2 separate regions of the Mus musculus genome follow, and region 2 is linked to region 1. Evidence: chromatin contacts called from public promoter capture Hi-C data. All regions are on one chromosome and are shown on one strand. Each heading gives the region's core, a stretch centred on a gene start, on an enhancer-like site or on the middle of the called end of the contact. The rest is flanking DNA. Distances are from core to core; before and after follow the strand shown. Region 1 overlaps Dennd1a (DENN/MADD domain containing 1A). Region 2 overlaps Dennd1a (DENN/MADD domain containing 1A).

Region 1 (7,270 bases), core at 3,002-5,501:
TAAAGGTGAAAATCTCTCTTCTGACCACCTCTGTAGTTACTAAAGGGGCCACTTCATTCTTAGGTTGTAACTGTAAGACAGCGCTAAGTCTGTTAAGTCAACACAGACATATACCATGTAACAGTTAATAGCATTCCAACTACAACCCATTAGGAAAGCATGTAAGCTTTTCAGTAAGAAAAAGATTTCGGGCTGGAGCAATGCCTCAGCAGTTAAGAGCGCTCAACTGCTCTTCCAGAGGTCCTGAGTTCAATTCCCAGCAACCACATAGTGGATCACAACCATCTGCAATGAGATCCGATACTCTCTTCTGGTATGTCTGAAGATAGCTACAGTGTGTGTGTGTGTGTGTGTGTGTGTGTGTGTGTGTGTGTGTGTGTGTGTGTCTGTGTCTGTGTCTGTGTGTAATAAACACATAATTAAAAAAAGAAGAGAAAAGAAAAAGATTTGGCTTCTCGGAGATATGCTACAAGGGACCAGGGAACAGAACAGTGTATATATTTGGGAAATCGTCTATAATGTTTGGTGATCTCACCTTTAACAATAATCTCAGAGTACACCCATAAAGTCTCACCAACATGACTACCTAAACATGAGCTGAACATGTACAACAACCAATAGGCATGCCAAAGTGAATGGGGGAAGACCACAAGGTCTCAATCCTACCAAAGAATTATACACAACTAAGGAATGCTGGAAGGGGGGAAAGTCTTCCACAGGGAAGAGCACAGGCAACTGGTTATCCAATGCTAAGTGATGAGTCCTGAAAACATACACAAGGAACATAATACAGACTGTGCAGGTTATATTTAGGTATATATATACATACATATATACATACACACACGTGTGTGTGTGTAGTATGTGTGCATATACATATAAACAGTTAGTGAAAAAGAGTCCATGAATTTGAAAGAGAGCAAGGAAGGGTATATGGGAAAGTTTGGAGGAAGAAAAGGGAATGAGAAAATAATGTAATTAAATTATAATATCAAAAATAAAATTAAAAATGAAATTTTAAAAAAGACAAGTGAAAATCACCTTCTCTCCTTACTTTGGCCTTCAACTACTGAGACTAATGGTGTGTCTAGGTTGTGAGCTGGAGAGTTCTAGAGTAATGTTCCCTGCAGCACCATTGGGAGTTCCCCTCCTGAGCCAGGGAGCAAAAGCATTGCCTGTCTTCAGCCTGCAGGCTTGACCTAGGCAGAATTCTGCTCTCCCAAGATAAGAGGTCAGAGGGCACTAGCTAAGCTGGCAGGCAAAGTCTAAATTTACCAGAGTGATAAAGATCTGTGAGGTTTTCATATTTTTGAACTATTTGTATTGACTTTATGGGTTGAACATTCTTAACCTAAAATGCCAACATCTGATATTGGAGTATTTCAGATCTATACATGTTCAAACTATGTGCGTCTAACAAAGAAAAGTTAGCAGCAAGATGTGACAGACAGCCCAAGAAACCTGGTGGTTGGCAGAGCTTTAAAAGGAGGAGGAGGAGAAAGAGGAGGAGAAAGAGGAGGAAGAAAAGGAGAAGGAAGAAGAGGAGGAGGAAGAGGAAGAGCAGCAGCAGCAGCACAATGACTACTGTCCCCTGAAACAAACAAAACTCCCTGATGTGTGTCTAGTAACAAACCCAAAAGCAGCAGCTCAGTGTCACTAAGAGGCACAACCAACCAGAAGGCAGGAAAGCCAGAGTCACCCACAACTTGCTCCTTTTCTCCCAAATGCAATGTGGTTAACGTAATTCTTCAACCAGAAAAATTCATTCATATGACTGCATTATTGGATCTTTACTAGCATGCCATCTTTGTTAAGGTAATTTATGCTTCTTGGGAATCATAAAATACCAGCAGAAATAAAAGCTTTATTTTTTTACCACCATCTTGTGAAAGGATAAGCAATAGAAATCAAAATTTGTGGTATATTCTTCAAACTTTCTTGTTTATATGTTAGACAAAGTCCTTAAATCTCTATTTTAAACCTCTAGTAATAAGAAACAATATTAATAAGAAATCCATTACTTTAAATTAACATTTTAAATGTTTTTTCATATATATAGTAGACTGGGATTAAGAAAAGAAAATAGATGGAAGAGTTTCACACACTAGAAATGAACATGCCAAGCCAGCGCGTAAGAAGGCATCCCAAGCACATTACAGCAAACATTGCTTCAACAGTTGGCAGCATCTGGTCCAAGGCCATGCCTAAAGTGAAAGTCCCAGATTGTAACAGAACAATGTTCCAGGACAATACACCCACTATTGTTTACTACAATTCAAGCATGAGACTTTTGTTTGGTATTCTTTAAGGCCCCAGAGGTTTACAGAAAGCAAACTTCACGGGTCCTTAACATTCTCTAAAACAATACTTTTTTTTAAGCCAATGCTTTTTAAAACCAAAGTCCAATCTATAACATTCCATTGAATTAGTTCAAAGATCCAGTGTGATAGCTGATAAAACTATGAAAGCCATTTTGTAAAACTTAAGACAGAGACTGCAAACAATTTGTTTGTCTTAAAACATCTATTCTGCACAAGAGGCTGCAATGTTTTTTAACATTGAGTTGATCAGGATGCCATAATGTCACCAAAATACTGACATTGGAAACATGTGAGTTACAAAGGTCCAAAGACAATCTGCTTTTCTCAGGAAACACAACACCCCGCCTTACTAACACTTTCAGCATGGCACATACAAAACATAGCACCCTGCAGTTAAGCAAACCGCCTTTAAATTTTCTGTCTGGCAGCAATCCACATGCATGTCTGTATGTTTTTACAAGTACTCTATGTATTTCATTGCGTCAGCTGCATTTCTTTGAGTTTTAAATGGTCTGGGATCATTTTATGAAATGTTCTATATATTTATATGGAAAATAATGCACACTGGAAAACAGCATCAGTCTGATATTTACATATACATTTTTTAAATCCACCATCTAGCACTATAATTTCTAATGTTCCAAAATACCTTTTCACTCAGAAACACAGCACCAAATGCAGTTTCACAAACTAGCTAACTCTTAATGAGAAAATCTTCAGGTCAGAGTATCGCCACAGAAGAGCACAAACCAACAATGTGCTGATGCAGGTGGCCATATGAACAGTAAGAAGTACACGTCATCCTATTCCCTGAGTAATGTCTGTCAGACAGAAAATTAAGAACAAAACAACATACACTTTTCTTTAACCTCCTGTCTTGACAACTTTCTTCTGATTCAAATTTAAAAATCAATTATATTATCTCCCAAGTAAACACTTTTCTTTTTTTATTGTTGTTCTGAGACAGGGTTCCAGGCTGTCTTAGAACTCACAATGTAGCCCAGGCTGACCTCAAAATCATAGAGACCCTCCTGCCTCTGCCTCCTGAGTGCTTTAGGCATACACCACCATACCCAGCAGGAAAACACTTTTCAATTAATTTATTTTACTTCTGTATTTAAAATACCTTGTCAACAATATAGACCATCTGATAAGAGCCCACACATCTTTTAACCAAAAAGGTCTATAAGAGGCTCCTGACAAGGTTCCCTGTCACAACAGTGTGAAGGACACTGCCTTCTCGAAGCAGTATGGGCACTACAGGTCTGTCTCCACAATAATACCATTTTTGTAAAGGCCACAAGACAACACTGTCATAGTGTAGGACTCTCAGCAATACAAATTCGTTCCAGCAGAGAACATGGCTGTGCTGAAAACAGAGAGCTCCAGAAAGAAAAGACTGGCCTTCTTCAGTCTCAACCTATGTTTTCTAGTCTCCAACTGTACATACTTTTAAATATTTAATAAGATATACCAGATTGCCACAGGATGTTTAATTAATAGAATAAGAGTTTGGGCAAGACTCAATGGAAAGGTGCTATAAATTATTTTATACAGCTCCCAAACCCTTGCATTTGCCTTAGGCTTAAAGTTCCTAGAAAACCTGGTAGACAGAGTTTTTACAACAAAAATACAAAATAAATCATAAAAATGCTGTGGTTATATATGAGGTCTCATTTGCACATTGGTAACTAGTACGTAAACACACACCCACACAAATTATTTCTGGTTCTCTGTCCCTCACCCATGGCTGACTACATTTGAAGAAGGCATGGCATACTTTCAAATCAATTATTGAAAAATATGCCATCACAATTTGTATGAAGTGTATAAAAACTGTATACTAACTAACTGTCACCAACTTCCATAACTGGGGCTCTCTGGAGGCCTCTGAAAGAAGCTGCTCTCGTGGCAGTTCACTCGGGCGGAGCTTGCACTGCTTTCACTTTTAACATACCAGGGGTCAAGGCAGGAAAATTTAGATCTAATGCCTACTGAGCTATCCAATCTTTGTCTCTAGGATGTCTTAGGCAAGAAAAGACAAACTACTCAACACCTTTGATTCCTATAATTAGAAAGGCCTGCCCTTTAAAAGTCAGGGTTTAAACATAAACTATCAGCCATATAATCTCATTGCTCGATTTCATGGAGTTTAAGATACTATCTTTCTCTCCTACAACCATAAATGCTAATCCAAGCTGTAATCAGATTTAATTTTCCAGATGAGAAGATGGGAATCTGCTGCAAACAGAGTAATCATACACTCCACTGTTCTTTATCTAATGGTATTTTCCAATTTTATACACCAAAACTGTAGGCTAAGAAAATAGTCCAAAAAATTGTAAGAGCTTTTGAGGATCAGTTCAACCTTTCTCTAAACAATTTAGAGGTAAATTTTATGTTCAAGAATTCCTTCTATAATGGGAAGCTAAAAGTTTCCTGACAGTGTGATTATAAACTAGACTGACACAAATAGAAAGCTTCAAAGATGGATATTCTCATTAAACCTATTAAAGCTACAAAAACTTACTATGTTTACTTTATAACCATAAAATACTCAAATTGTTGGTTTAGCATTTTAAGTGAACATAATTATTCTAGGAATGCACTCACTTCTATCATAGTTAAATCTTACCTATTTATAAAGTCAAATTTTAAAAGGAATATTTTAAATACTTTACATAGTTTAAAAATCAGTTTTCCCATTTGAAATGTGAATAAAGAAAATATTCAATAAAAAAAATCAGTGTTCCTTTTCTTGACAATGAAACAGGAAGAGTTTGTCATATTTTTATGTTTTAATTTAAAAATTACTAGTCCTAAAATGGAAATTTGATCCTAAAAACTCAGAAGAAATAAATAAATAAATAGCCCACTAATGAGAAGTACAGTATCTCTAATTTCTTCAAATGAACATTTATTGGTTTCTATATCCCAATGGAATTGTCCCCTAAAAAATTTTTATCACCTACTGTATGTATTCACTTTTTGCTCTAAAACATGAAAACTGAAAGACATAAAAACACTGAGCTGATTTCAACCATGACTCATTTCTAGGAAGCATTTCCTCTCAGCACTAAAATTTCAAATTCAATTACATACTATTTCACAGCAGTCAGTCTAATTACATAGACACAACATACTTGGCCACTGACATATATTAAAAAAAGAGAGAGAGAGAAAGAAAAAGAAAAAGAGAAAGAGAAGAGAAAAGAAAAGAAAAAAAGACAAACAGTGCTTCTCAATGAAGAACAGAAAACCCACCTCTGTGATTAGCAATAGTGCATTCATGTGCGGATTCCTCCTCAGACTAACAGACTCTGCTCTTCCGACATACTCTGCTCCGCCGTGGCTATTAGTGCATAAACAGCAGACACTAACCTATTGTTTTCAGCTGTTGGAGTTATGAATGTAGTACAGTTACCAATTAAGTGAATCAACAAGTCCTAAATGCATCAGCTGCTCTGCAAATAATGCGTCCTTTGACATCATAGAGCAAAATCCAAAGAATTCATCTTGCTGTCTACAGAAGGTGAAAATATTTTAACTTCCCCAGTTACTGATAACTTAAAATGTGTCACATAACTAATTTCACTTACAAAAGGAATATAACTCAGATCCTTAAAATTTACACCACATATGCACAAAGGGATGTTCTCAGTTAAATGTTACCATTTCCCTTACTATACCCCAGTTTTCAACCCAGTCATTTACATACAAAGTTATAATTTCTGTTATTTAGTTCAGAGTTTGAAGCTAATTTCCAAGATCTATAAAGTTGATCAATAACACATTTAGATAGATATCACCTTTTTAAATAGTTACAATCTCAATTTCATGGGAGTTTTCCCATGAGTTACAATTTATTTTATCATAGCTTGATGTTGTTCTCTGCAGAATTGAGACTAGAACCTGGGGCCTCAGGCATGCAAACCAAGTCCTCTACACAGCCTTGGCCCTATCCTGTCCTTTTTGAATATCGCATTTTTATGTTTATGTAACTATTTTAGACTTACATTATAGCTGTGCCTTTTATACACCAAAGGTGGCATTATTACATATTTTATAGATATATAATATCTGTGATTGTGTGGGGAAAATGAGACTATTATTTATTCAAAACTACTGATGGACTACCAGCTATATGTCAGTAGCACTATGACAGGTGTGTTATACAAAATTTCTGTTTTTTACTTTCATAACAAAGTTATCCTTGGGAACTATCGTGTCAGTTTTATTATAAAGAAAGCAATAAGTTTGTCTAGGGTTTTAAACTAACTTGGCCAACATTTAAAAGTCAGTATGCATTTGAGGTACAAATGCTACACACCCAGCCCAGGTGATGAACAAGCCCCCCAAGAGTTTAAATTTAAAAGAGCATAAATGGAGAACACAGTACTTAACAAGTAGCTGCCTTGGAGCTGACCAAGAGCTAAAGCAGAGATTAGCCTAGAGGCATGGAGCCTTGTCCAAAAGAGAAGAGCAAAGTCTTCTTGGAAGAGAGACAGAGAAGTAGGGGAGTCTAGATCTAGATCAATAGTCAAGGCCATAATGCACCACCCTCATTCTGAACAGAACAGAGCCAAAATATGTCATGGAGTCAGGTCCCATGCTTTACTTAGCTTGTTTCCCACAAAAATCTCTTCTGTTACAAATAAACAACAAATAGAATAGAAAAGAATAAGCTAATTAAATACCCTGTCTCTTCAAGTGGATAAAAAGGCCTATTTCAAAACATCCAATTGAAGAAAAGCCTTTGACTGCCATGTGCTTCCTAAGATCATGTTGGCATGTGGTAAAAACACAATAAATATTAATTGCTGGGATATTGTTAACCCCAAAGGAGAAATAAGCAAGCACTATAAATGAGATGACTATAGACGTATAGGTGTACCTCATATTGGAAATAAGGGTGTTCCTGAAGTAAAATTTTATAAACCTAATTAAAA
Region 2 (7,270 bases), core at 1,770-4,269, 96 kb after region 1:
AGTCAAACCTCCCAGAGAACTGAGGACCCAGGTCAGGAAGACTCAGGAACTAGAGAGATGACTCAGATGTTAAAGACATGTGCTACTCTTAGAGAGAACCTGAGTTCATCTCCCAGCACCTTCATTAGGCAGCTCACAACCACTTTTAATTTCAGCTCCAGAGGGATCTGACACCCATGTTCCCCTTAGGTACCTGTTCCCAATGCACATACACAAATAATAATAATAATAATAATAATAATAATAATAATAATAATAATAATAATAATAAATATTTTAAAAGAATATTAAAAGAACCAGCACTCAACAAGATAAAATATACAGCAACAGACATTCAATCAAAACCTTTAGGGCATTCAATAAATTGGAAAAATACAACTTATAACAAATATATCAATTAGAACTAGCAGAAATAACTTTCAAATAGTTACTAATAACTTCATCCTACCTATTTAAAAAAAAACCTTAAGATGTAGAAGATTCAAAACTAAATTGGTCTAACCTAAATTTCTTGAGTTTAAAAAAAATTAAAGCATGACTAATGGTTCTATCATATTAATGCCTTAGAAAGATGAAACATTGAAAGCTCAAGAATTAAAGATTACTCCAAACAATTTGGTGAGACTTTGTCTCAAAGTAAAATATAAAGAAAAGAGATGGGCTAGAGAATCAGCTCAGTGGTAGAGCACTTAATTCATACAAATAAGGCCGAACATTCAACCCTGAAAAATGTACTAAGTAGAATTAACGGCAAATTAAACACTACAGAAGAAAAGACTAGTGAACTTAAAATGCAACAAGCTGCTGGGCATGAAAATGCATGTTTTGCAATCCCCACACTCAAGAGGCTAAGGGAAAAGATGGCCAGGAGTTAAGGCTGGGCTATATAGTAAGCTAAGCCCAACTTAAGCCACAAAGGAAGACCCTGCCTCGGAAAAATAAAGAATGTAACAACAAAACCTATCTAAAATGAAGTGAGAACAGGGAGAGGAGACTTAAGGGTAAGCAAAACCTTACACTGACCCACGAGTCAACTGCATACCACCTACCATACTGGACTCTCCAAACAAGAAAGGTGAAGTGAAAAGGGAAAAAAGCATCTGAAGGAAAGAATAATGAAAAATTCTAAATTTGGTCATGATTGCACAGTCCAAATGCAGGAAAAAGCATTTGACAAAAATCAACACCACAATTTTTAAAACTTTAAAAACCTAAAAGAAACATTCCTCATCCTGATAAAGGACATCTAACAAAAACCTTTGTTTGAAGCTGGAGAAAAAGTTCAGCAGATAAGAACACTGGCTATTTTTCCAGAGAACCTGGGTTCAGTTCCTAGCACCCATATGGCAATTCACAACCATCTGTAACTCCAGTTCCAAAAGATCCAACATCCTCTTTTGGCTTCTGTGGGCACTAGGAGTGTACATGGTATACAGTCATATATGCAAGCAAAACACTCATACACATAAAACAGAAATTAAAAACACCACCACCAAAAGGACACTGCAGTTAATATTACAGTTAAAGTTAAAAGACTGAATCTGTTCTGTAATTGGGAACAGCACAAGGAAATCCCTTTTATTACACTGGAGAGCTTAGGAAGAAAGGAAAGGGAAGTGGGGAAAAGGTGAAGGGAGGAAGAGAAATAAGCTTATCTCTACAGACCACACAGTATACAAGACTTTGATATTAAGGTTGAGGTTATTTCATTCCTCTTTGCCTGTCTACTGTTCTTCCATTTCTGTCTAATCTTTGGAGAGTTCTTCCTACTGCTCCTTCCCTAAAGGTATCCAAAAGTCTACACCATCAAATTGGGTTAAGAATATGTGAGACTCCAAAAGAGTCCATCTGAGTCTCAGAGATGAGGGGGCCCCAGGACTGGTTCTGGAGCTCAGATCTGAGAGCTGCCTTCATGGACCACCTGGGACACTTAAGAGACTGAAGATGCCTGGGTTCCAATGACTCTGATGCAGAGGCTCTGAAGGGAGGCCTAGAAAACTGTTAAGAACCCCCCCCAAATGCTGTGCATTACCAGCCAAGTTTGAGACACTCTTTGTTAAATAAGTGTTTAAAACTGACAGGGGAGCCATGGGACACAACGTGAAGCAGAGAGAGCACATGGGAATGGAGGGAGAGGAGAAAGCCAAATTGAGTCTCTGTTTTCTGAGAGACCCAAAGAGGGGTCTAGGAGCTGTGGGGATGCTAAGTGATTGTACAACCTCAACTCCAGAGTGTTTCCATATCAATGCTCCATGACCCTTTCTAGATACCTACTCAAGTATTGCCTCCAAAAATGTTGACAAAAGGGAAGAGGGAATCTTAATTTTCTTTTTTTTTTTAAGATTTATTTATTTATTATATGTAAGAACACTGTAGCTGTCTTCAGACCCTCCAGAAGAGGGTGTCAGATCTCGTTACGGATGGTTGTGAGCCACCATGTGGTTGCTGGAATTTGAACTCAGGACCTTTGGAAGAGCAGTCAGTGCTCTTAACCACTGAGTCATCTCTCCAGCCTGAGAATCTTAATTTTCAATAAAATCTTCAGCTACAGTAGGTCTGCTCACTCATCTAAGTTGATCACAAAATACTCATTTTTAACTTGTAATATTTTTACTTTTCATTTCATTCCCTGTTCTAGCTTTACTCCGATACAGTATTTAGCCACAGCTATTCAATCCTACTGGTACAAATAAGGCAATCTTAGTCCAAATCCAAAGACCTTCAAGCTCAACTTAGAAAACAAGACAAACTTGCAAAGAAATCCTTCAGAGGAGAGTTGCGACAAAAGCAGCAGGAGGTACAGCTGAAGGAATGCAGGTTAGAATGGTGGAAAATGTTTGCCTTGGTTCTGGGCAGGCTAACAAGTCTAAATGTGGACAGGTGCTACCTGTCTAGAACATGGTCTGAAGGACTCCTCTCTATAGAATCCAATGTCCTCAACTCTAAGGAGAGTACTCTATTATTCTAAATCTTTTACCTACTTGTAAAATATTAAGTAACATTCAAGGCATTATTATGAAGATTCATGATTTAGGTCAATTTAAATGCTAACTTCCCCATAATCAGCTTCCAAATGCTGACACCATTGCATACACTAGCAAGATTTTGCTGAAAGGACCCAGATATAGCTCTCTCTTGTGAGACTATGCCGGGGCCTAGCAAACACAGAAGTGGATGATCACAGTCAGCTATTGGATGGGTCACACGGCCCCTAATGGAGGAGCTAGAGAAATTACCCAAGGAGCTAAAGGGAACTGCAACCCTATAGGTGGAACAACAATATGAACTAACCAGTACCCGGGAGCTCTTGTCTTTAGCTGCATATGTATCAAAAGATGGCCTAGTCGGTCATCACTGCAAAGAGAGGCCCATTGGACTTGCAAACTTTATATGCCCCAGTACAGGGGAACGCCAGGGCCAAAAAGGGGCAGTGGGTGGATAGGGGATTTGGGGGGGGGGGGGGTATGGGGGAACCTTTGGGATAGCATTGAAAATGTAAACGAAGAAAATACCTAATTAAAAAAAAAATAGCAAAATAAATAAATAAATAAATAAATGCTAACTTCCCAAGTTCCTAACTAGTAAAAGTCCAGCTAAACAGAACTTCTTTTATTTTCCATGTCTAAATGGTTTTTGTTATGGTGCTGCTGGTGGTGGTGTGGGTTTTTTCACTGGTGGTTTTTTTTGTTTTAGTTTGGTTTTTGTTATTTTGGTTTTTTTGAGACAGGTTCTCATGTGGCCCAGGCTCACCTCAAACTCACTATATAGCCACCAAACACCTTTAAAAAAAAAAACAAAAAACAAGCATTCTTATTTATTTCATTTATATGAGTACACTGTAGATGTCTTCAGACATACCAGAAGAGGACATTGGATTCCCTTACAGATGGTTGTGGGCCACCATGTGGTCACTAGGAATTGAACTCAGAATCTCTGGAAGGCAGTTAGTGCTCTTAACCACTGAGCCATCTCTCCAGCCACCAAACACCTTGAACTTCACATCTTTTTCCTCTACCTTCCAAGGGTTAGGATTATAGACACACACCATCATGCCCAGCTTATAAGGTGCTGATTGAATCCAAGGCTTCATAATTGTGCTGGTCTGAATAAGAACAGTCCCCCATAGGCTCATATATTTAAATGTTTGGTCACCAAGGAGTAGAAGGAACTCTTTGATAGAATTAGAAGGATTAGGGGTTATAGCCTTTTTGGAGTAGGTATGGCCTTGTTGGAAAAAAGTGTGTCACTGGGCATGGCCTTTGAGGTTTTAAAAGCCCATGCCAGGACACCAAAAAAATAAGGCCCTTTAAATCAACATGAGCAAAGTTCACATAAACTCAGAAACTCAAGTTGCATGCACAGGCCTGCATGAGTCTGTAGCTCTACATATATATTATGGCTTCCAGTTTAGTGATTTTATAGGATTCCTGAGTGTGTGGAAAAAGTGGGTCTCTGCTTCTTGCACCTTCTCTTGGGCTCTTTTCCTTCAGTTGACTTATCTTGTCCAACACTGATGTGACAGATTTTTTTCTTACTTTATTTTTCTTTATTTTATTATCTCTTAGAAGAATGTCCTTGTCTATAAAAGACAGAAAAGAATCCAGATGGGAGGGGAAGGAGGTAGGGGGAACTTGCAGGAGTAGAGGGATAGGAAACAATTAACAGGATATATTATGTAAGATATATGTACGTGCGTGTTTTAAATAAATAGGGGTGTGTGTGTGTGTGTGTGTGTGTTTTAAATAAATAGGTGGGGAGCCCATGCCAGGTCCAGTTTTCTCTCTCTGCTTGCAGATCAGAATGTAGCTCTCACCTACTTCTCTAGTACCTTATCAGCCTTCCCCTATGCTTCATGCCTTTGAAACTTTAAGTCAGCCCCCAATTAAATGCTTTCTTTTATAAGAGTTACCTTGGTCATGCTGTCACTTCACAGCAACAGAACAGTGACTAAGAAACAGATGCTAGCCAAGCATACTACCAACTATGACTTCCTCAGACTAAATATTCCATAGACTCAAATCCAAAAGGTTCAAAGAGCATAACGAACAGAAAACAAAGCAAATATACAAGGCAGGTGTGTTTATTATCAATTATACTGATGGAAAAGTAGGGTATAGGTCAGTTAGGATCAAGTGTAAGGCCACTGGAACTAGAATCCAGGCCATTGGCTCCAAAATCCAGGCTCCTGACATGCTACAGCCTACGATGTCACCACACAATATAAAAACCAAAGGCAAAAGCATAAAATCCCAACGTATTCAGAAGTCTAAGAACAAGAAAAAATAATAATCAAAGCATGATATGCAAGACTATTTGCAGTTCATCCTCAGAGACCTTCAATCTTATCTGCCTACCACCCCTGCCATAGTCATTTTGAGTCCCATCAGGTCTAACTCGCTCACGTGCCTTGTGCCTGCATTACTACCTATTAAGCTATTTGAGAAAGACTAGCTCAATGTTAGCAATGTTAGCAAACCTGGCTTTGCTTTATCCCTGTATCCCAAGCCCCTAACAAAAGAACAGTCTTTTAACAAGCACTCCAGGCTTAATGAGAAGCCCTATCTCAAAAAAAAAAAAAAAAACAAAAAAAAAAACAAAAAAAAAAAAACAAAAAAAAAAAAAAAAACAAGGCAAAGAGCAATAGAAAAGAATTAGCAGCATCAACCTCTGATCTCCACATGCACACACACTACAAACACACCTGCACACACATATGTACATATACATTCACTGTCCTATAGAAATGAAAACAGTAGCTTGCCTCTAAAGAGGTAGTACAAGCTCAAACATAAAACTTCCTTCAAAGTGAATGATTTTGATCAGTTTTCCTGCCTCAAATATCTTCTCTCTTAACAGTATCTTTTTCAGGATGCATCTAGACCACTGTTTGCCAAGTTGAAGACACTTAAAAGAGATTTGCTGAATGAGTTGGTAAGCGGATAACAAATGCCTCCTCCTCTCTGGAGGCTTCTCTTGACTCCCTTACAAAACCCAGTTGCTCTCTCCACATCCTCACCAGGCTCGTTTTCAAAGCTTTATGATATAGCTTCCCAGGTGGTATGCTATGCTACCTACTTACATGTACATATGTAATATTATCCACTAGACTGGCAATCTTGCTTTGCTTTATCCCTGTATTCCCAAGCCCCTAACAAAAGGACTGGCTTTTAACAAGCACTCAGTAAGTTTGTTAACCGAATGAAATTCCCTGAGGAGAACAATGAGTAAGCAATCCATGATTCATACTAAAACTTCTTTTTCCTGGAGAAATAAACAATATTCAGAGCTGTGATACACTCAACCATGCACTCTATAAATATTTCTAGGTTTCAGCTATCATCCGAAGCATCTAAATTTAACTCATTCAACACATACTTATGAGTAATCTAAATACATACAGATAATAGCTTCTAAGGAGCTTACAGACCAGTCAAGGAGACAAAACATAATAAAATATGAAAGAAAACAGGCAACTGTGAGTACTGTCATAAGAAAATACACAACTGGGGTCTAAGTAATTGGTAAAACCAAATGCTGTGGGTTTGCAAACTGAAGATATCATTCCAATTGAAGTCCATGGTCCTAGTTATCTATGGACAGTCTACACTGAAGGAACAAGGTCCTTCATGGTCTGCAACAAAATGCGGAAAATGAACAGTACAGAGTGTTTTCTACATGAAGTATTTAATTCAATTATAAAACCCCTGCTAAATCTGACATCTTTCTCCTGCCCTTGTAATATTTAAAAAATATATAATTTCTTTTCAAAAATGTTGATGACAGGAGATAATTGTTTTTGCATGATTCTATTTTCAAGTTTTTGTTTGGTTTGGTTTGGTTTGGTTTTTTCGAGACAGGGTTTCTCTGTTGTAGCCCTGGCTGCCCTGGAACTCACTTTGTAGACCAGGCTGGCCTCAAACTCAGAAACCCGCCTGTCTCAGCCTCCCAAGTGCTGGGATTAAAGGTGTGAGCCACCATGTCCGGCTATTTTCAAGTTTCTATTGATACAAACTTTGCAAGCACTCAACAGAAGCATCCTGAAGAGATGGAACATGAAGTAGACATTTTAAGAGGGAGAAGATTATGAGCAAAACTGTGGATCCCCATGAAGATGTGGGTGCCCATAGCTGTGGATGCCCATGAAGATGTGGGTCCCCATAGCTGTGGATGCCCATGAAGATGTGGGTGCCCATAGCTGTGGATGCCCATGAAGATGTGGGTGCCCATAGCTGTGGATGCCCATGAAGATGTGGGTCCCCATAGCTGTGGA

The links. Capture Hi-C pulls out chosen DNA fragments and counts their contacts.
Region 2: a promoter capture Hi-C map of liver shows a contact between it and region 1. The contact joins two enhancer-like sites. A contact is called at or near these places in 1 of 484 Hi-C or Micro-C datasets (bone marrow-derived macrophages), 3 of 115 datasets of contacts at active chromatin or transcription factors (astrocytes, bone marrow-derived macrophages and embryonic stem cells) and 3 of 9 other capture datasets (adipose tissue, liver and pancreatic islet).

What each region holds. Positions count from the first base shown.
Region 1 is chr2:38,160,465-38,167,734 of GRCm38.p6, forward strand. The region is part of intron 2 of Dennd1a (DENN/MADD domain containing 1A); the gene reads right to left. Among named protein-coding and RNA genes, the nearest start is that of Dennd1a, 120 kb to the right of the region's middle. Within about 2 kb of position 4,252, at least 67 of the 459 cell types and tissues checked have an H3K27ac peak or open chromatin away from gene starts, as enhancers often do. A contact at or near this core is called in bone marrow-derived macrophages and liver, where this site is marked.
Region 2 is chr2:38,257,597-38,264,866 of GRCm38.p6, forward strand. All of the region lies in intron 1 of Dennd1a (DENN/MADD domain containing 1A), which reads right to left. Among named protein-coding and RNA genes, the nearest start is that of Dennd1a, 26 kb to the right of the region's middle. Within about 2 kb of position 3,020, at least 2 of the 459 cell types and tissues checked have an H3K27ac peak or open chromatin away from gene starts, as enhancers often do. A contact at or near this core is called in bone marrow-derived macrophages and liver, where this site is marked.